Regions from separate parts of the Astyanax mexicanus genome. Here region 1 is linked to region 2. The links are chromatin contacts, called in public Hi-C maps. All regions are on one chromosome and are shown on one strand. The core of a region is the stretch at or near the end of the contact, and the rest is flanking DNA. Distances in the headings are between cores, read along the strand shown. Region 1 overlaps bcl9l (bcl9 like). Region 2 holds the start of bcl9l (bcl9 like).

Region 1 (4,779 bases), core at 1,963-4,462, 46 kb after region 2:
TTTATTACTTTTGAAAGACAAAACTATAAAACACAATAGTTTTACATAACATTGAAACATAACATTGCAATTTGTTGTTTAAGTTTTAGTTTTTGCACGGGGTGGTTGCAAAGATGTGAGATGAACTGTATTCATATTATATGTTGATTACACTAATTAAGGTAAGCATAAGAAGTTTCATACTGGAAAAAAATACTTTTAACTGTTATTCCTAGTTCTTCAAACTTTAAAATGGGCCAATTTGACCCAGAACATAACAGGAGGCTTAAACATTGCGTGTCAACATTTTAATCTGACAGATTTTAGACCTACTATATTATATCACTTTTAAATATAGGTTTAGTTGTTGTTTGCTTTTATTGTCCATGTCTGCACTGATGTTTTAAAAATCATATGGTCATGAAAATTTGCCTTGAAGGCATGGAAAAGTCATGGGCAAATAATGGAAATGGTTTTGGTAAAATGTGTATGAACCCTGATCTGCATATTCATAAGAAATTCATTAGCTTCTTCTGAGAAAGCATAATTATTACATTGTCTTATTATTGACTAATAACTATGTAATGTAATAGATTCAACAAAACGATCATCAGTGTATAGTTTCTTCTGCATGATGTCATCATAAATAGTTTAAAATACAAATCAGCTTTTTTTTTAGGAAATAAATACAATAATGCAATACTATATTCTAGCTAGAGGGGTATAAAATAAATGATGGAGAAGTTGTTTTGGTCGTATTAGTTTTAATACTTTACTACTTTGGTAAAATCTGCAGTAGTTTAAAATCTGAATTGGTCATATTATTTAACTCTCTCTCTCTCTCTCTCTCTCTCTCTCTCTCTCTCTCAGGAGAGCGAGTGATGTCCTGTCCGGGTCAGTCTCTCTCTGGTCCGTCTGCGGTGGGCTCGGTCGGAGAGCAGGGCGGGGCTGGGGGTATGGGGTGTGGTCTCGGTCCAGGGCTGCGTCCCGATCTGACCTCTCACCCCCCTCAGCAAGTAGTGTACGTCTTCACCACCAGTCTGGCCAACAGGTGAGTGATTTCTCTTATGTGAACTTTAGCTGCAGATAAAGGTTTGTGTGCCGTTGGTGTGCTAAGAGTGCTGACTTTGATATGGACTTGATAGAACACAGTGGATCAACACCAGCAGATGACATGTCTCTCCAAACCATCACTGATCATCAGTAAATTTTACATTTCATTTGGAAATCAAGGGATCAGAGACTGGAGGAAGAGTGGAGAGACACACAGTCCGAGCTGCTTGAGTTCTAGTGTGAAGTTTCACATCACAATCAGTGATGGTTTGGAGAAACGTGTCATCTGCTGGTGTTGATCCACTGTGTTTTATTATCAAGTCTAGAGTCAGTGCAGTGTTTTCTAAGAAAATCTTACAGCAGCACTTCATGCTTCCCTCTGCTGATAACTTTTATAGAGATGCAGATTTCCTTTTCCAGCAGGATTTGGCACACTGCCAAATGTACCAATGGTTTTTATATAATATCCAAATTTTCTGAGATACTGATTTTTGGGTTTTCATTGGCTGTAAGCCATAATCATCAACAATAAAAGAAATAAACTCTTAAAATAGATCACTCTGTGTGTAATACATCTATATAATATATGAATTTTACATTTTGAACTGAATTACTGAAATAAACTAACTTTTAAATGATATTCAAATATTGAGATTTAATTTTTTTGTGACCAATTACATATGCTTAAACATTATGCTGGTTATAATTGTTGTTTTTTGTGTTTAAGTAGAATTGTACTTTAAGTATTTGTACCTCGCTGTGTGATTTACACACCACACGGCAATTCTCCTCACAATTTTTATTTTTTATTTTATTGTTGTAAATTAAATATCTACCAGAAACACAATATATCTGCCCCATATTTTTGTACTGCATTTTACAGTATTTAATTTTGTGCAATGTATATCACAGAAAAAATATGTATAAAATACATACATTTTTTTTTTAAGATTGTTCACCCCTACTTTATATCAGTGTGAATAAAATGGTTAAGTACGTACGTGTATATGATATGTAACATATGTGTGTTTATCATCCCACAGTGCTGCAGAGGCAGTGATGCACGGTCATACAGACTCCATCCTCCTGTTTCACCAGCAAAATGTTCCTCGCACCAAACTGGACCAGGTATGCACACAGACTCTCCAACAGCAGATATTTAACACAAACCCAAGGACTTATGATTGGAGACACAAATGTTTAAATAACTTAAACTCCAGTTTCTAGCTAAATCCAGCATAATGTAATCAGGGAAACTCCTCGCTTCCTGTAAGGTGGTCTGACTCCATCTAAAACTGGTCTGTTCTCGGCCAGAGAGGGAAACTTCAGCACCCTGGAGAGCATCTGGCAGTATCTCCCCACCCACCCACCTCACGGAACACAACATTTAGTACCATTGTTCTGTTTAAACATAGTAAACACTAGTGAGTGTCTTATATTTAAGACCTCATAAATAAAGCCACTGTTTGGCGAAAGCCTTTTATCTCCAAAAGGGTAACTTTAGAGGAGATGGAAATAACGTAATAACTTAACTTTCCATTAAAGTAAATTGTATAGCATTGTATTACAAGCCATTTTGGAGCCTTTCTATTGGTCCATTCATCATGAAATTAAATTGAAGTCTGAAGTGTTACTGTCTCTTTCAAAAGTGTCTCAGACCCAGCTCTCTGTGAAGCTGCCTTTATTTCATATTTCAAAAATGGAGATACAAGGTTTTTGCGGGACAGTGACGTTAAGTCGGGTTCTGTATGTCCTTCTGAAAGAGGAAGGAAGAAGAAAGCTTTTGTATTTATCTTCACATGTTTATGCAGGTGTGGAGGAGCGTGGGAGGCTGCATTTGTTTAAATCTATTTATGTCGTTTAACAAATGCTTTGTTCCCTTTTTTATTTCTGAAAAGTTTAGAAGAATTCAAGTGAAAAATGCTGTGTTTTTCTGTAGTGCTGTGTTTTGTAATGTGTTTTTGTAGAAGCTCTAGGGCAAAAATATATCCTGTAATTTTTGGGTGGTGCTGAAAATGAGCTAAAACAGACATTCAGAACATTTACAAAATGTTGTTTTGGAGTTGGAAGTAATTTTTATTTTTTTTTCTTGTTTCTTTTCAGTGCACTGCTGTTGGGAAGCTTCCCAGCCTATCAGAGCAGCTCAGCTCTAGTAGCACCCCTCCCATGGGCACGCCCAAATCCCAAAGCGGTACACCTCGGCCGGCCTCTGGCGGTGGAGTTGTTGGGGGGCACCTGGCGAGCGGAGGTACGCCCTCGTCCACGGTTCATCCGGAAAGCGAAAGTTCCCAGACGCATCCTGTCGGGACTCCCAGTCACAATAACGGTGCAGCATCCCATCCGTCTGGACCGGGAAGCTCGGGCCCGCCTCCTTCAGGGGCTCCAGGCTGTGGAATGGTAGATGGATCGGGCCCCATCAATCACCCAGGCGCAGGGGTCTCGCCAACGGTCAGTCCAAACATGCTGTCTGCCCACCTTCAGGGTGAGCACGATCAGCCTGGAGGCCCAATGAACACTGACGGACTATCTAAAGAGCAACTGGAGCACCGCGAACGTTCCCTGCAGACGCTGCGGGACATAGAGCGGCTGCTCCTGCGCAGTGGTGCAGGCGGTGCTGGTGGCCATGGAGACCCTGGAGGTCCCAACAGTAACCCGAACAACAGCTCCAACGTTAACAATAACAATAATACTGATGGAGGTAGAATTCTGGAGGATGGCGAGAACCCTGGGGGAGGTGCTGGCAACAACAGTGGCCTGCCCCCTGGTATGCCCCCTGGCATGCCCCCTGGTATGCCCCCTGGTATGGGTGGAATGAAGAAGTACGAGGAACCTCTGCAGTCTATTATCTCGCAAACGCAGAACCTTGGCGGGCCTGGAATTGACGACACCATGATGGGTCCACACCACGGCATGCCCCCTCATCACCACCTGTCTTCGCCCTCAGGACTGGACATGGGTCCAATGCTGGGTCCTGACGGGCTAACTCCAGAGCAGATGGCCTGGAGGAAGCTGCAGGAGGAGTACTATCAAGAAAAGCGTCGTCAGCAGGAGATACCGCCTCAACACTTCCGCATGATGTCTGAAATGGGCATGCCTGGGGCGCCGCACCTCATGATGAGGGGTCCTCCACCTCCATACCACAGCAAACCTGGAGACCAGCAGTGGGGACCAGGGCCTATGATGGGCGCAGGGATGGGAGGGAATCTGAGGATGATGGACATGCATCAAGAGGGGCCTCGGGGTCCCAGGTTTCTTGGGCAGATGCAGCGAGGCCCCCCGGGTGGTGGTGGGTACCCCGGAAGCCCTGGTGGAGTTTTACCCATGGAAGGGTTAGGACCTCAAAGACCTCCCAGACCAGGAATGGGCTGGCTGGATGACATACCCCCAAATATGGGTGGAGGTGGTCCATTTCATGGGTGCTACCCCCCTGGAGGGCCTGGCGGACCACCTCAGCACATGCAGGGTGATCTGGATCGACCCTTGACGCGAGAGGAGATGTTTCGGATCATGGAGAAACGACAGCTGCAAGGGCTCCGGAGGCTAGAACTGGAACAGTTGTCCAGGCAGCAGCAGCAGGGTGGACTCGGAGGGCCAGGCTTTCCTAATCCTGGCATAGGAGGAGGCCCACCATCTCGAGGTGACCCAATGGACTTTCCCAGTTCCCGAGCCATGATGAGTCCTCCCATTGGTGGTGCAGGTGGGGGCGGTGGCCCTTTAATGAGAGATATTGTTGACTCTCCTTTAGGG
Region 2 (4,849 bases), core at 1,652-4,151:
CAACAATGTTCATTTTACTCAAACGTAAACCTATAAATAGCAACATTAGACAAGCTGATTCAGAAACTGAACTGGTATCTCTATTTTTTCCAGAGCTATATCTCATCTTGCATACAGGCTAGAGGCAACAACACAACAGAGTACTAGAGCTTACTTTCATTTGTACAGTTTTCGCCAATAAACTTTTAGTTTCACTCTGATTATAATATTTGAAACACTTAAAAATTTCATCATTACTTTTACACATATAAAGATTCATAGAGAGAGAGCATTTCTCTAGAGTCAATCTCTCACCCACAAACCCTCTCTCTCTCCCTCTCTCTCACTCTCTCTACCCTCCAGGCCTGCCACTGTAACACACACTCTGTGATCTGGGATCTGAAGAGAATTGGTTCAGTTTGCTGAAGGAATCTGAACTCTGTGTTGTTGGAGTTAAACGTGTGTAAAAAAGAGTGCAGTCAGTATACAGAGCCAGGTTAAATACAGACTACCAAACATTACAATTTATATTAGACTCAGACTGAGCCCTTAACACCAATTCTATACACTGATCAAGCATAACATTGTGGATCACAACATGTGACATAGACACAGCAGTGCTGCTTGAGTTTTTAAACACCTCATTGTCACTGCTGGACTGAGAATTGTCTAACAACAGCATCCTGTGAGCAGCATCCTGTGGGCAGTGTCCTGTGCCCACTGATGAAGGATACAACTCTGATCCCCCAACCTACTCCAAGAATGTCTGTTAAATGCTAGATTGTCTATGAGGCATCTATAAATACTTAAATACACCAGTGATTAATGTCATATTATGCAGGTGTGTCAGTACACTTCAATGATGCAGCATTTATGTAGAAAAATATATTGAGATCTACCAATATACAGTTCTGAAAAAGAGAGACCACTTAAAAATGACGAGTTTCTTTGATTTTACCAAATTTAAAACTTTTGTAATATAATCAGGAGAAAGAAGAATGATCACAAGCATCAAACCCAGCTTAACTGCTTGATTTTGGCACCAGGAGTGGCATAAAGTTATCCAAAAGCAGTGTGTAAGACTGGTGGAGTAGAACATGCCAAGATGCATGAAAACTGTGGTTAAAAACCACGGTAATTCCACCAAATATTAATTTCTGAACTGTTAAAACTTTATGAATATGAAGTTGTTTTCTTTGCATTATTTGAGATGAGAAGTAATGGTAACATCACAAAATGTGAAATGCTTTACTTTCTCTACTTTTTTAATTCTCTAAATGTGCTGCAGGCCAGAAATGCAGGAATTGATGTATATTAATAAATGGAATGAAGTTGAGCAGATAAAACATGACATATCTTGGGTTCATACTGTCAGCAATCAAAACAAAAGTCCAAGTAAATTTGAGAAACACTGTGCATTTCTTCTATTTGTTTTTTTTTTTCATTCTGTCCTTCCTACAAACGTTTGAATACCACAGTTCTACAGTCCTGCAGGTCAGTGGTGCTTCTCCTGAGGGACTGGAGTAGATTTTACCAGAGCTCTGCACCAGCAGAGGGAGTGCTCACCTGTCAAATAAGGGGAACTGTTTACCCCTCAGCACTGATCTCAGATCAGCTCCAGCGGAACCAGACCCTCAGCACAGATCTCTGATCAGCTCCAGCAGAATCGTACCCTCAGCATACCTGCATGTCATTTATAGGTTTATTTAGAAAAGCATTATTCAGAAATTCAGGTGTGAGGTCTAGTATCTGATGTACAATCTGATCTGAGATGCATGAAAATCAGTTTGTTCAAGTACAGGTTGGCTAGTTTATGACTGATAAGTATGAGGAAATGTGATAAAGGTTGAGGATAATAAACATTTTCACAGATTTTAGTTCCTCGTAGCTTACTAGACACATGAACAGAGGAAATAATTCAATTATGCTGCTGTTGATACAAGCTAACAAAACAAAGTCGATGATGTAGGTATTACTACTACTACAACTAATATCTATGATGATAAATGTATTTATTGTATTTATTGCAGCGTTCTCGTTTTATTTTGCACAATTTAGTGCACATTTGTGCTTTATTTCATATATAATGTCCTGTTCCATGTTGCACTTGGTTCTGGTGAAATTATGGAATGACAATAAAAGCCTTGTCTTTACTTTATTATTATTATTGTTATTATTATGCAATAAAGTAAGTACCAGTACCAAGAATAATGAATAACATCACTAATATTAGTAATACCAATAATAATACCAATAACAATTATTATTGTTATTGGTATTATTATTGTTGTTATTATATCTCAATGCAAATTAAAAGCATACAAAAACACTGTTCATATTAGTGATGACTTAATTTAAAATAAATAAATGATTAAATAAAATAATAAAATTATGTTTTTCTTCTTCTTCTTCTTCATCTTTTTATTATTATTATTATTAGTAGTAGTAGTAGTAGTATTGTTATTATTACTATTGTTATTATGTTGTTAATAAACAAAAAAATAATAATTACAACTACTACTACTAATAACAATAACAATAATAATAATAATAACAATAACAATAATTATTATTATTATTATTGTTATTGTTATTATTATTATTGTTGTTGTTGTTGTTGTTGTTGTTGTTGTTATTATTATTATTATTATTATTATTATTATTATTATTATTATTATTATTATGCTTATTATTACTATTTCTATATACTTCATTAATTACCACCATAACCAGTGTGTATTTTTGTTTTTTCCAGTGTTTGAACACATTAGGTCGGTGAGTGGCGGAGAAACGTGGCAGCTGGTGCTGCTAGACAAGTGTGCGCGTGAACCAGTGACTTGAGCAAACAGCGTGCGTGTGTGTGTGAGTGTGTGCGTGTGTGTGTGTGTTGTGGTACCTAGGCTATGGTGTGTGTAACATGCACACACACAGCGTCCTGCCCTTCCCCGGCTCCGGCTGTGGAGTCATGATCCGCTGCTGCTGCTGTCGCTGTCTTCCCGGGAACCCGTCTTCCGTCCCGAGCCCAGCAGACACAGCCAGCCTGCGGGCAGCGCGCCTCTGAGCCCGGCGAGCCCCACGGAGGAGACGCCGCAGGAGGCGGCGGAGGGATACAGAGATCCAGGGCGAAGCGGCGGTGGAGGAGGAGGCGGAGGGCGCTCTGGCTGATGTCGGCTGGCCGTCACTCCTGAAACCGGCCTCGGTCGCTCTCCCAGACACCGCGGCGGAATGGGGTAGGAACACGTCCACAGAGCCCTTTGGCGTTAGACCTGGGTGGCCTGAACACAACGCGGTACTGCCGCCTGCCTGGCGGGTAGTACCAGCCAGCGGGTCCGCGGGGGGCATGAAATGTGCAACCGAGGAAGGAGCGCTCTGAGGCTTGCCTGAAAACGCGTCGCCCGCTGCTGCTGCTGCTACTGCCCAGGCTGGACTTGTCAGCTAGCTAGCTAGCTAATGGCTAGCTAATGGCTAGCTAAGCTCTCTATTACAATTAGCCGATCCAGTTCTGGGAGGTAAAGACCCGCTCCGTGATTTCGTTCCGACCGCGTCGGCAAACTTGATGAAGCTCGGCTGCATCAAACCTGCACAGGCGGTCAAAACGAAATCCTGGAGCGGATCGTTACATCCCGGATTTGGACCGGCTAATTCCACTAATAAGCTGACGACAGACGTGTAAAAACATCAGGGCCGCGTGTGACAGAGCTAAAGGAGATATTTACACACATTCAAAGCGAATTCGTCACGTCCTTGAGTGTTTAAGTCGGTTTAATTTGTTCAATTTAGATTTTTCTTAAATATAAGCTTGTTTGGCACACAGACACTTGAAGGATTCGGTGTGGTGTGGAGCTATGTAACGTTGTAATGCTGCTATCAGAGCTGCTGCTGTGGCCTCTGTTCACTTCCATTAATCAGGGCAGACATGCCAGCGTTTACACTGGCAGCTGCTGGGGGTAAATATTAGGACATAATTTGAATTAATATGTTGATATCGGTGTCATATAGTAGTACAGTGCTGTACTGAATGTTGCTCAGACTCAGAAAGGAGCTGCTGGAACTTGTAACCTCTGTTTGTAGAGGGTTTACTGTATGTAGTCAGGGGGGTCTGTAAACTACAATATGTGTGTGTTTACCAAGCAGCACATTGCTGCTTCAGCACAATTTTATAATAATAAATAAACTGTCTTTTATTTTTAGATACTCTATTCTAAGATGTTAAGTCGTTACTGTGAGAAAATATGAGATTTTGCGATCCCTAGCCTTTATTTTAGGAGTATCATCTTATATTATGTCCTCTAAATATTAATATTTAGAAGATGCTAAAAATGTATTTGAGATTTATCTCATTAGTTTAAGATACTATTTCATTTTTAAATAATTACTTTATTTTAAGATAATATGCCACTTTGAGAGATTTTCAAGATACCGGGTCATTATTTTGAATTGCTACTTTATTTTGAGATAAGTCATTTTGAGATACAAAACAAGATTTTGTTTAATTTTTTTGAGTAGGGTTGGACGATATGGCCCTGAAATAATATCACAGATAATATCACCGTATGTTGGGGTATGTTAGCGATAATGACAATCCTGGCAATTTGACAAAACATTGAATAAAAAAAAAAAATGTTGAGAATATTTTCTTGTATTGCGTTATAATATATATACCGGTATATTATTTTTGACATACAGAGATATTAAGTGCTAAGTGCTATACTTTCTTTATAGATTAGATTAATATGTTTAGTTACAATTTTAAGATACTTTATTTTAAGATATGTCACGTAGAGAAGCTAAGTGATTATTGTTATATTTTTTCATAATGCTAAGTAATTTGAGCTACTATCAGCTTATTTCCAAGCTACGAAGTCTTCTC

Evidence for each region. A called contact is a pair of places that touch in the nucleus more often than the background predicts.
Region 1: a Hi-C map of muscle shows a contact between it and region 2, with 12 times the contacts expected there. The contact joins the enhancer-like site here to the promoter of bcl9l in region 2. A contact is called at or near these places in 3 of 3 Hi-C or Micro-C datasets (blood and muscle).

The regions. Positions count from the first base shown.
Region 1 is chr9:29,792,464-29,797,242 of AstMex3_surface, forward strand. bcl9l (bcl9 like) reads left to right here. Exons shown (of 9, transcript XM_007259536.4): 5 at 850-1,030; 6 at 2,076-2,160; 7 at 3,136-4,779. Among protein-coding and RNA genes, the nearest start is that of LOC103046415, 20 kb to the right of the region's middle. Within about 2 kb of position 3,213, the one cell type or tissue checked has an H3K27ac peak away from gene starts, as active enhancers do.
Region 2 is chr9:29,746,912-29,751,760 of AstMex3_surface, forward strand. It overlaps bcl9l (bcl9 like), which reads left to right and starts at 2,902. Exons shown (of 9, transcript XM_007259536.4): 1 at 2,902-3,209. It overlaps LOC125804608 (a long non-coding RNA gene), which reads right to left and starts at 2,962. Exons shown (of 3, transcript XR_007440735.1): 1 at 2,876-2,962; 2 at 1,546-1,662.